Regions from separate parts of the Oncorhynchus mykiss genome. Here region 2 is linked to region 1. A link is a contact called in public Hi-C data. All regions are on one chromosome and are shown on one strand. The core of a region is the stretch at or near the end of the contact, and the rest is flanking DNA. Distances in the headings are between cores, read along the strand shown.

Evidence for each region. Hi-C and Micro-C count contacts between places; a contact is called where the count stands out from the background.
Region 2: a Hi-C map of liver shows a contact between it and region 1, with 4 times the contacts expected there. The contact joins the promoter of LOC110509120 here to the promoter of impa1 in region 1. A contact is called at or near these places in 2 of 3 Hi-C or Micro-C datasets (blood and liver).

What each region holds. Positions count from the first base shown.
Region 1 is chr28:37,318,799-37,324,591 of USDA_OmykA_1.1, reverse strand. impa1 (inositol(myo)-1(or 4)-monophosphatase 1) reads left to right here and starts at 1,540. Exons shown (of 10, transcript NM_001160581.1): 1 at 1,540-1,566; 2 at 2,187-2,291; 3 at 2,692-2,724; 4 at 2,806-2,825; 5 at 4,513-4,617; 6 at 4,809-4,854; 7 at 5,384-5,492. The coding sequence starts at 2,229.
Region 2 is chr28:37,471,300-37,477,582 of USDA_OmykA_1.1, reverse strand. It overlaps LOC110509120 (M-phase-specific PLK1-interacting protein), which reads left to right and starts at 4,035. Exons shown (of 2, transcript XM_021590091.2): 1 at 4,035-4,515; 2 at 4,958-6,127. The coding sequence starts at 4,144. The coding sequence ends at 5,155.

The sequences.
Region 1 (5,793 bases), core at 291-2,790:
GGATAATGGAGGGGGGTTATGGATAATGGATGGGGATTATGGATAATGGAGAGGGGTTATGGATCATGTATGGGGGTTATGGATAATGGAGGGGGTTATGGATAATGTATGGCGATTATGGATATTGGAGGGGGATTATGGATAATGGGGTTATGGATAATGGAGAGGGATTATGGATAACAGGCATATTGGAGAGGGATTATGGATAATGGAGTCTATGGATAATGGGGGTGGATATTGGAGGGGGTTATGGATAATGGATCACCTGTGGAACTCCGTTTAGGGATACTAAACGAAGCATGGAATGCTGTCATACCTTGTAATTTACATAAAATGCTTACAACTGTCCATGCATGGAATTCTTACATGGAATTCTTACATAGAATGCTTACAGGGTCCTTTTGCAATTTGGGTGAACTATCCCTTGAACTATTAAAATGGTGGAAGCCCTCAATGGCAATGTCCATGCTACAAGGGGTTATATACATCTAGAATACCTATTTCTATGGCATCAAATAACTGCTACAGTTCCTACTTTTCAGTAAAGTGTTAGAAATTACTCCAATTGAGACTGTTTGTATTAATGGGTTGTTCATATCAACCTGACTGAGGATTGATTGCCTGTAAAACGTTTTTAAAATACACTGAACACGCGGTTTGTTGATGTCAACGTTGTGAACAGAGTCCATCATGTTGGTGGTGTGGTTATGGTATAGACAGGCATAAGCTACGGACAATGAATACAATTGTATTTTAACGATGGCAACTTGAACGCACAGAAATACCGTAACGAGATCCTGAGGCCCATTGTCGCGCCATTCACCCGCCACCATCACCTCATGTTTCAGCATGATAATGCACGGCCCGATGTCGCAAGGATCTGTACACAATTCCTGGAAGCTGAAAATGTCCCCGTTCTTCCATGACCTGCGTACTCACCAGACATGTCACTCTTTGAGCATATTTGAGATGCTCTGGATCGATGTGTACTACAACGTGTTCCGGCCAATATCCAGCAACTTCGCATAGCTTGAAGAGGAGCGGGACAACATTCCCAAGGCCACAACCTTTAGCCTGATCAACTGTATGCGAAGGAGATGTGTCGCGCTGCGTAAGGCAAATGGTTTGTCACACCAGATACTGACTGGTTTTCTGATCCACGCACCTACCTTTCCTTTCTTTTTTTTCAAATGTATCTGTATCCTTTTTATTTTATTTTTTTAAACGTCTGTGACCAACTGATGCATATCTACATTCCCAGTCATGGTGAAATCCATAGAATAGGGCGTAATGCATTTATTTCAATTGACTGATTTCCTTTTATGAACTACTGTAACTCAGTTAAATCTTTGAAATTGTTACATGTTGCGTTTAAAAGTTTTGTTCAGTATTGCTAATGGCGTGCAGTGGCGCAACACTGGCCAGTAAGCGGCAGCACATACCCGTCATTCGTCTTGTTGGGCAAAATAGCCAAGAAGAAGACGATTCTATGCGGAAGTTTACAAAAAAATTGGTTCTATGCGGAAGTGGTGGCTTATTGACTTTTCCCAACTCGATCTACTATCGGTGAGATTTTAGTCTCTTTTTTTTCTCGATCATTCGTATGCTAGTTACAGTCTCTTATTTCCTATTCTGTGCACAGACTAGCTCGATAACGTGTTGTGTGTTACATTTTAAGATGGAATGGTTATAAATCCTCGCATATAGCTCGAGAACTGTTAGGCTAAACCAATCTCGGATCAGTACTGTAAATCGTTTTTTAAATGGATAAACAAGACTTTATCTGAAAACATTTGCAATGCAAACAGTTTTATTATAGAATATCGCTATTTGTTTTAATTAAATGATTATACCATAATTTGTCAATGTACTTTCACATTCTTCCCATCAGTATAGGAGCAATCAGTCGTTCTTCCCTCTAGGGTTGCTATTTTTACAAAGGTCATGCTCTTGGAAAATGGAAATTACAGGAGGATTTGCCTCAGGTTTCATAAAGCTCTTATTCTGATGGAATTGACAGCATTTTCAGCTCCATTGCTACAAGCACATACTGGACCCAGTATTGGGGTAGCTAGTTTATTTGCAAATTTCTCCAACATAACCATAGTATGATCGATAAACTTTGAGGTGTTATTTTATCAATGTTTTATGTATTAAGTAAAACCTTTTCACTGTCTGTTCCACAGCATCCTTTTAAGGACATAGTTCTTACATCAAGGCACCATACCATGACTGACCTTTGGCAGAATGCCATGGACCATGCTGTGGCTCTGGCCAGGAAAGCAGGCTCGGTGAGTGCCTCTGTCTGTCTGTGTCTGTTTTTGTGTCTGTCTTTCCTTTCTGTCTGTTTTTGTGTTTGTCTGACTGTCTCTGTCTGACTGTCTCTGTCTGACTGAGTTTGTGTCTGAATTTGTGTCCTGTCTGTCTGTCTTTTTGTCTGTTTTTGTGTTTGACTGTCTCTGTCTGACTGTCTCTGTCTGACTGAGTTTGTGTCTGAATTTGTGAATTTGACTGACTGACTGACTGACTGACTGACTGACTGACTGACTGACTGACTGACTGACTGACGGACTGACTGACTTTGTGTCTGTCAGAGCGTGTGGTGGTGCTGCTTGTCTTGTGGTTTTCTTCACTGACCTTTTGGCTTCAGACAGAAGTTCCAGTATTCAACTGTGTATCTATCTGCTGCAGCTTGTAAGGGATGCAGTACAGAATGACATGAAGGTTATGTTGAAGAGTTCTTCTGTGGACCTGGTGACTAAAACTGACCAAAAGGTGGAGCAACTCATTATAGACTCTGTGAAGGAGAAATTCCCCACGCACAGGTACAATAACTTACTGTGGCTTTGCTTATATAAAGACATATCCTGAGACACACACACACACACACACACACAGGCACACTTCTTATAGCCCAAGAAAAGGAGAAGGATTTTTACAGGTATATTACAGAACCTCCCGATCAGTATCTGTTGGTGTTCAATCAGACATTATAAAGGTGATATTATACATGGTGTTTCTAGAGGATGCAGACATTATAAAGGTGTTAATACACATGGATGCAGATGGGGCGGCAGAGTAGCCTGGTGGTTAGAGCGTTGGACTAGTAACCGAAAGGTTGCAAGTTCGAATCCCCGAGCTGACAAGGTACAAATCTGTCATTCTGCCCCTGAACAGGCTGTTCCTAGGCCGTCATTGAAAATAAGAATTTGTTCTTAACTGACTTGCCTAGTTAAATAAAGGTAAATAAAATTTAAAAAATGATGCCGACATTATAAAGGTGTTTCTAGATGATGCAGACATTATAAAGGTGTTTATAGATGATGCAGACATTATAAAGGTATAAATAATAGATGATGCAGACAAATATGATGCAGACATTATAAAGGTGTTTGGTGTTTCTAGATGATGCAGACATTATAAAGGTATAAATAATAGATGATGCAGACATAGATGATGCAGACATTATAAAGGTGTTTATAGATGATGCAGACATTATAAAGGTATAAATAATAGATGATGCAGACATAGATGATGCAGACATTATAAAGGTGTTTATAGATGATGCAGACATTATAAAGGTATAAATAATAGATGATGCAGACAAATATGATGCAGACATTATAAAGGTGTTTGGTGTTTCTAGATGATGCAGACATTATAAAGGTGTTTATAGATGATGCAGACATAGATGATGCAGACATTATAAAGGTGTTTATAGATGATGCAGACATTATAAAGGTGTTTCTAGATGATGCAGACATTATAAAGGTGTTTCTAGATGATGCAGACATTAGAAAGGTGTTTCTAGATGATGCAGACATTATAAATGTGTTTGGTGTTTCTAAATGATGCAGACATTATAAAGGTGTTTCTAGATGATGCAGACATTATAAAGGTGTTTCTAGATGATGCAGACATTAGAAAGGTGTTTCTAGATGATGCAGACATTATAAAGGTGTTTCTAGATGATGCAGACATTATAAAGGTGTTTGGTGTTTCTAAATGATGCAGACATTATAAAGGTGTTTCTAGATGATGCAGACATTATAAAGGTGTTTCTAAATGATGCAGACATTATAAAGGTGTTTCTAGATGATGCAGACATTATAAAGGTGTTTCTAGATGATGCAGACATTATAAAGGTGTTTGGTGTTTCTAAATGATGCAGACATTATAAAGGTGTTTGGTGTTTCTAAATGATGCAGACTATATGGACTTTAATGGCGATCGTTTAGTAGGTCGTTTTACGGAGAGGGGGCGATCTAGACTTGTCCAATAAGAAAACATTGTGCTACGGAAAATGAAAATGAGCATTTCAGATTGTCCCTCTCTGTTGCAGTCTGTTTCCTTTAGTGCCTTAATGATGTTGCACACAGAGAGAGAGCTGAAAACACAGGCGAAGCCGCCTCTGGCTTTACATAGAAACAAATGGAGGTCGACTGGGTTGTTCTTTTCCTGTGTGCGTTTAAGCAGCTTTGTGAACATGACCTTGTTCTCCTTGTGTTGCAGTTTCATAGGCGAGGAGTCGGTGGCTGCTGGAGAGCCCTGTGTTCTAACTGACAACCCAACCTGGATTGTCGACCCGGTAGACGGAACCACTAACTTTGTCCACGGGTAATTTATTAAATTATTGTTATTTTCTCAAATAAAATGTGGTAATCGTTTTGTGTCGATTTAAAATATCTTATCAAAAACCTGATTTCCATGTAATCCTGTCATTATGTAGCATGCACATTTGCTCATCTTACCGTAGCACTGGTTATCTTATTTAACACCGTCTTTCTGAAATCCATGGCTTCCAACAGATATCCATTTGTTGCCGTGTCTATTGGCTTTGCAGTCGACAGAAAGGCAAGATTTCCTATTAATCATTCAGAGTTTTTCTGAGCCTAGAGAACTCGTGAGACATTTCATTGTTCATTCTTCATTTTAAAATTGCAAAGTTTTGCACCTACAAGAGTTAAATCTGCAACATAATTGTTGCAGTTGAGTGAGTGTCTCTGTCTGTCTGTCTGTGTCTGTCTTTGTCTGTTTTTGTGTCTGTCTTTCCTTTCTGTCTGTTTTTGTGTTTGTCTGACTGTCTCTGTCTGACTGTCTCTCTTTTTTACAGCATTCTGTGTTTCATAAATTAGATTTTTTTTAAATGGTCAACTGACCGGGAAGATCATCTATGTTTAAACCAGTATAATGTATATTCATCACCAGTCATTAAAGGGGCTGTAAAAGTCAAAAATTTTATTGAATTTAGATTTCTCTTTTTGGTTTTTGGAATTGTGGTCGATTGTGTACCCTAACCTCTTTCACTGTGTATAGGGGGGTAGTGAATCCCTGTTCAGATTGCCACCGCAACAGACATTCATTCCTCTCTTGTTTCTCTCAGCTGGAGTTTGGAGTGGTGTACAGCTGCATAGAAGACAAGATGTACACAGCCAGGAAAGGGAAGGGGGCCTTCTGCAATGGACAGATCCTTAATGTGTCAGACCAGAAAGGTTCAGTAGTTAGTTCAACCAGTGCATCTATAGTGCTGTATAATACTAGTATTACTATGTCTCTCTGAGTTCACTACTATTCATATTTTACTTTACTATAGACCAGTGTTTCCCAATCTTTTATTAGGTGAGAAGCCACATATTTACATTTCCTTACTCCGTTTGAGTCCAGATTTACATTGTAGCGCTGCATTTAAACTAGTATTTCATTTTTGTTAAAATAAGCATTACAATTCACAAGCATTACAATTCACGAGCATTGCAATTCACAAGCATTACAATTCACGAGCATTACAATTCA
Region 2 (6,283 bases), core at 2,786-5,285, 150 kb before region 1:
TCTGGAGGGACCTGAAAATAACTGTGCAGCAATGCTCCTCGTCCAACCTTACAGGGCTTGAGAGGATCTTCAGAAAATAATGGGAGAAACTCCCCAAATACAGGTGTGCCAAGCTTGTAGTGTCATACCCAAGATGACTTGAGGCTGTAATCGCTGCCAACGGTGTTTCAACGAAGTACAGAGTAAAGGGTCTCAATACTTATGTAAATGTAATATTTCTGGGGTTTTTTTTTTCTAAATTTGCACAAAAAAACTAAACACCTGTTTTTGCTTCGTCATTATTATTGTGTGTAGATTGATGAGTAAAAAACAACAATTTCATCAATTTTAGAATAAGGTTGTAACGTCACAAAATGTAGAAAAAGTCAAGGGGTCTGAATACTTTCCAAATGCACTGTCTATAGTGTATTAGTGTATGTGTCAATTTCCTCACTACACGCAAATACGAGTGTTTCTGAATCTCACCGGTGGTATTGGGCCAGCGACTGTCCATTGTAAGCAAACCACAACATCCAAAATTCAATAGGGATTTCAAGATGTGGAGGACCACCCCGTGGAGATGTGAGAAATATAAAAACACCACCCACTCGTCACTCATAATTATGTAGGGACACTGGAAAAAACACTACCCTCTCGTCACTCATAATTATGTAGGGACACTGGAAAAACACCCCAAATACTGTCTAGCGGTAGTTTTCCGAAACCTTTCCGAAGTGTAACCATTAGCAGGGGCTACTATGCATCTCAAATGGTACCCACCCATTGTCCTGCTGGAAAAAAATAATCCTCAGAGTTGGGGAACATTGTCAGAGCAGAGATCCTCACCGATCCTCCACCAAATGTCACAGTGGGTGGGAGACCTGGAGAGGCCTTACAAGCCACAGTGTCTCGCACCCTCTGTGAAATTTGGTGGAGGATCGATGATGATCTTGGGGGGTGCTTTCAGCAAGGTTGGAATCAGACAGATTTGTCTTTGTGAAGGACGCATGAATCAAGCCACGTACAAGGTTGTCATGGGAAGAAAAATTGCTTCCTTCTGCTCTGACAATGTTCCCCAATTCTGAGGATTATTTTTTTTCCAGCAGGACAATGCTCCATGCCACACAGCCAGGTCAGTCAAGGTGTGGATGGAGGACCACCAGATCAAGACCCTGTCATGTCCAGCCCAATCTCCAGACCTGAACCCCATTTAAAACCTCTGGAATGTGATCAAGAGGAAGATGGATGGACACAAGCCATCAAACAAAGCCGAGCTGCTTGAATTGTTGCACCAGGAGTGTCATAAAGTCACCCAACATCAATGTGAAAGACTGGTGGAGAGCAGGCCAAGACGCATGAAAGCTGTGATTGGAAATCAGTGTTATTCCACCACATATTGATTTCTGAACTCTTCATAAATTAAAACATTAGTATTGTGTTGTTTAAAAATGAATATGGACTTATTTTCTTTGCATTATTCAATGTCTGACAACAAAATTGACCAGTTGTCATTTTCTGCAAATAAATGCCCTAAATGACAATATTTTTATTTGGAATTTGGGAGAAATGTTGTCAGTAGTTTATAGAATAAAACAAAAAAGGTTAATTTTACCCAAACACAAACCTATAAATAGTAAAACCAGAGAAACTGATAATTTTGCAGTGGTCTCTTCATTTTTTTCCCAGAGCTGTACGTATGCAATATAACTTCCAATAAATAGCATCTGAGAAAATGCACATATCTGCTGAATCTGAGTACTCTTTTTGTCTTGTTCTTTACAGTTTGTCTTCCGTCTTCAGGCTCCAGACGATGCGAGGTAACCAAACCCAACTGGGAAATTCATCTTAACGTTATGTTTGAAATACGTATGGCTTGAAGATTGTACTGCAATGTATTTAAACCCATTCTCACAAAGTCTGCACTTCAGTAAAGATAGTCTACTAAGCTGGTTGGAAATACATATTCAGTTTGCATAATTTTACATTGACAACAAAGTGAACAATATATTGCTTCGGCAATGTCATTGAATATACAGGATATTCAAAATACACTGATTAAACTCTCAAATGTTGTTTTTTTTTTTTCTATCTCTGTACCCCACACATACAATAATCTGTAAGGTCCCTCAGCTGAGCAGTGAATTTCAAACACAGATTCAACCACAAAGACCAGGGAGGTTTTCTAATACCTCGCAAAGGAGGCCACCTATTGGTAGATGGGTAAGAAAAATGAAAAAGCAAACATGGAATATCTCTTTGAGCATGGTGAAGTTATTAATTACACTTTGGATGGTGTATCAATACACCCAGTCACTACAAAGACACATGCGTCCTTCCTAACTCAGTTGCAAGAGAGGAAGGAAACTGCTCAGGGATTTCATCATGAGGCCAATGGTGACTTTAAACCAGTTACAGAGTTTAATGGCTGTGATAGGAGAACACTGAGGATAGATCAACAACATTGTAGTTACTTCACAATACTAACCTAAATGACAGAGTGAAAAGAACAATGTCTGTACAGAATAAAACTATTTTAAAAAACAAACATCCTGTTTGCAATCAGGCACAAAAGTAAAACAACAAAGAGTGTGGCAAAGAAATGAACTTTATGTCCAGGAATAAAGAGCGTTATGTTTGGGGCAAATCCAACACAACACATGACTGAGTACCACCCTTCATATTTTTAAGCATGGTGGTGTCTGCATCTTGTTTTTCAGGATATAAAAAGAAACGGAATAGAGCTAAAGCTTAACCTTGGAAAAAAACCTGGTTCAGTCTGCTTTCCAACAGACACTGGGAGACAAATTCACCTTTCAATAGGCCAAACACAAGGACAGATATACACTGGAGTTGCTTACCAAGACGACATTGAATGTTCCTGAGTGGCCTAGTTACAGTTGTGACTTAAATCGGCTTGATAATCTATGGCAGGACTTGAAAATGGTTGTCTAGCAATGATCAACAACCAACTTGACAGGGCTTTAATAATTTTTTAAAGAATAATCTGCAAATATTGTACAATCCAGGTGTGCAAAGCTCTTAAGAGACTTAGAAAGATTCACAGCTGTAATTGCTGTCAAAGGTGATTCTAACGTGTTGACTCAGGGCCGTGAATACTTATGTAAATTACATATTTCTATAAATATGCAAACATTTCTAAAAACATGTTTTCACAATGTCATTATGGGGTGTTAAAAAAATCATATTTAATGCCTTTTGAATTCAGGCTGTAACATAACAAAATGTGGAATAAATCAATGGGTATGAATACTTTCTGAAGGCTTTGTATGATATTATAATAAATTATAATAATACATCAATTATTATAATAAAAATCCCCATCAAAATCCGTCAATTTAAACTAGAGATATCTGTTTATTGAATGGGTTGATTCTCAATCCACCACATCCGGCTGTGGCGCTCTTCCACATCTGCAGTGGAAGGTAGCCGAGCTACCTGTCTGTCAGATCATGAGAGTTCCCGAAAATCGGTTTTCACATGAAAACGCCTGTAGTGTCCTAACGGTTTGGCCTACAAACTAGTATGACCACTCTACGGACTCGTTAAAAAAATGAATGGAAGTATGGAGGTCGTTTTGTGCCTACCTCAAAAAAAGGGGCTAAATATGTGTACAAAATATATATAAATATGCTAGATGTAGGACAGATACTTCAAAAACGTATTCCTTATTATTTATTTTTTGTATGTGTTTTTGCCATTTATATATGTGTTATTCCCATGCATTTGTATGGGATATGGTATTAAAGGCCAAATTCAATATTTAATTATAATGTTTTATATATATTTGTATATATACCTAAAGGGCTCCAAAAATGCCAAATCAAATAGCTAAATGCTCCATGGTTTGACTGCCAATGTTTTTAACGAACGAAATAATTGCTTGATGACCTCTACTCGCTTTGGTTGCTTACTGTTGATCCCTTTCCACCTGAAGGTGGCAGAACACAAGTAATTGTTGATATTGTTTAAAACGCCAACGACGGAGAAGGATACGTTTTCCCTTCTTCCCGTTTATAGTATTTCCTGTTCCGGTTTTCTAAACGCGTAAACAGAGGTTTGAAAACATACATTTGGCATTTGCTTCCAAGAGAGCAAAGATAGTTTTTTTTCTCTTAGAAATAGCTTAGGTTTAGATTTTTGGAAATGTACAGACCGGATTTCAGACAACCCGGTCCGGGCGGAATGGGATCGCGAGGTGGTTTCAGAAGCCCGACAGGATTCGACAACAGCGCGGTGGGAATGCATCCTTCTCCACCGTGGGGATTTCGTGGTGGTCCCCCTCCGTCTTTTGGACCGCCTAGATTTGGCCAGTTTGATTCTCCAAATACTCCTCCAAGAGACTTTAGTGGTAACGGTAATAGGGGTTATCACAGTGGAAGTGGGGGTAAAGGAAGATTTAACAACGGCTCATCTCCAGCGTATACACCGCGTAGACAGAATCCGAGTCCTCGTGGCGCTTCGTACAGAAATTCTCCATACCACTCACAAAGTCCTGGACAACATATGGGTTATCAGGTAACTATTGAATGTTTTTTTTTGTTGCTTACTAAGTAACCCTTTTTGTTATAAGTTGTTATTTATTTTAGCGCCTCTGGTCTGTGTTCTCGTAGATCGGGTTTTGTTTCACCTGCTATTTCCCACTCGGACGCCTCCGAATTGACGCAGGCGCGGTGTAATTAACGTTACACATTTGATATAACAAATATATTTGTCTGTCCAACGATAACCTAAATGATTCGTGAGTAGAAGACGACGAAACGCCATTTTTACCATCATGATGATTTGAGTAGATAGTATGTTTTGGCGTTTGTCTCGTTTATTTTTAGTTTCGATACCACGGCGCTTCTGTTTCTCACACGTGTCTGTAATTGACCTCCCGACGCCTCCATCATTTTATTTAATCTAATTGGTTTATAGTTTCGATGTCTCATAACGTGATGGTTCTTTCCCCCTGAAGGGTTCCCCTCGGCATTCCACTCCGTTTGGGCCGCGTGGTGGCAGAGGCCAGGGGGCACAAGGTGGTGTGGAGAAGTTTTACAACGCTTCTATGCTGCAGGACCCATGGGCTAGCCTACAGCCAGTGCCGGTCACGAGCACAACCAGCTCCCAACAGCAAACCACACATACAGGCAGGCCAGGGAGATATTTCAACTAGGACTTTCCCCTTCAAACCATGCAGATGAGGCCTCAAACCTTTCCGTTTCATATTTGCCCTGTCCTTTTCTTTTGTTTCGGACTATTACCAAAAACCATTGAAGTGTGGTAAAAGTTGCCTATAACACAGACTATATAGTACAGCAGTCTTTGAAGATGTCAGAGGATTCACCAGCAATTGTTAGCGGACACACACTGTCCACTATCTGAAGCTCTTTTCCAGCACACCTTGTGATCACACCTTTACTTTTTAAACCTGATCGTGAGACTTTCTCAATTTCAGGGCAAATGGCAGCATACTAAAAACCAAACACAGGGAATCAATTATATTCAAAAAATTCTTTAGTGAATTTTGTTTTATCCATTTTTGCAGGCTAGTTTAATACCATATATGGTATGTCTGTGTACCTTTTTAATCATATGTTTCCCATTTTTAACATTGTGTCAGTATAAAGTGTTGATTAGTAAGGGGACTTTTTTTATTTACTTTTACCCCTCAGAAGGACAGCTGTGAATCTCTAGGTCTGTATCCACAAAGCATATCCCAGTGGGAATGCTGCTCTACAATCAGTGTTGCCTTGTTTTTAAAAAATAAATAAAACCATAGTGAATAAGATTACGTGGACAGATCCTAGATCAGCACTCCTACTCTGATGTTTTTGTGGATACGGGCCCTGATCTCCACAGGTTAGCATTGCGTTGGAAGAACTGATTGATTAGTTGGGTCTAGCCTGTTATGATGGACTGTATAAACCTCTAATTTGTTCTAGGCCTATTTCTAATGATATTACATGTGAAATGTATTTTACTGCTATTTCAAGATGGGCAATATAAACCAGTGACTTGTCACTGCCTCAGGTTTCTACATGTGTAAATATGTATTCTAAAGGATATGTGTTTTCTTATTGTCGAGAAATATAATTTGGACGTTTGGTGTAATTGTTTGTAGTAAATTCAAAAAAATGGTAAAAAACGGTTGTGATTAGTTTGACTTAAGACAATTGCCCGCAGCGTATCACCCTTTGCCCCGTGTAGGGTGCAGTCTTTTGGATGGGATGTTAAATGGTTGTCCTGACTGTCTGGTCATGAGGTGTTAACCCTGGTGTCCTGGCTAAATTCCCAACCTCGC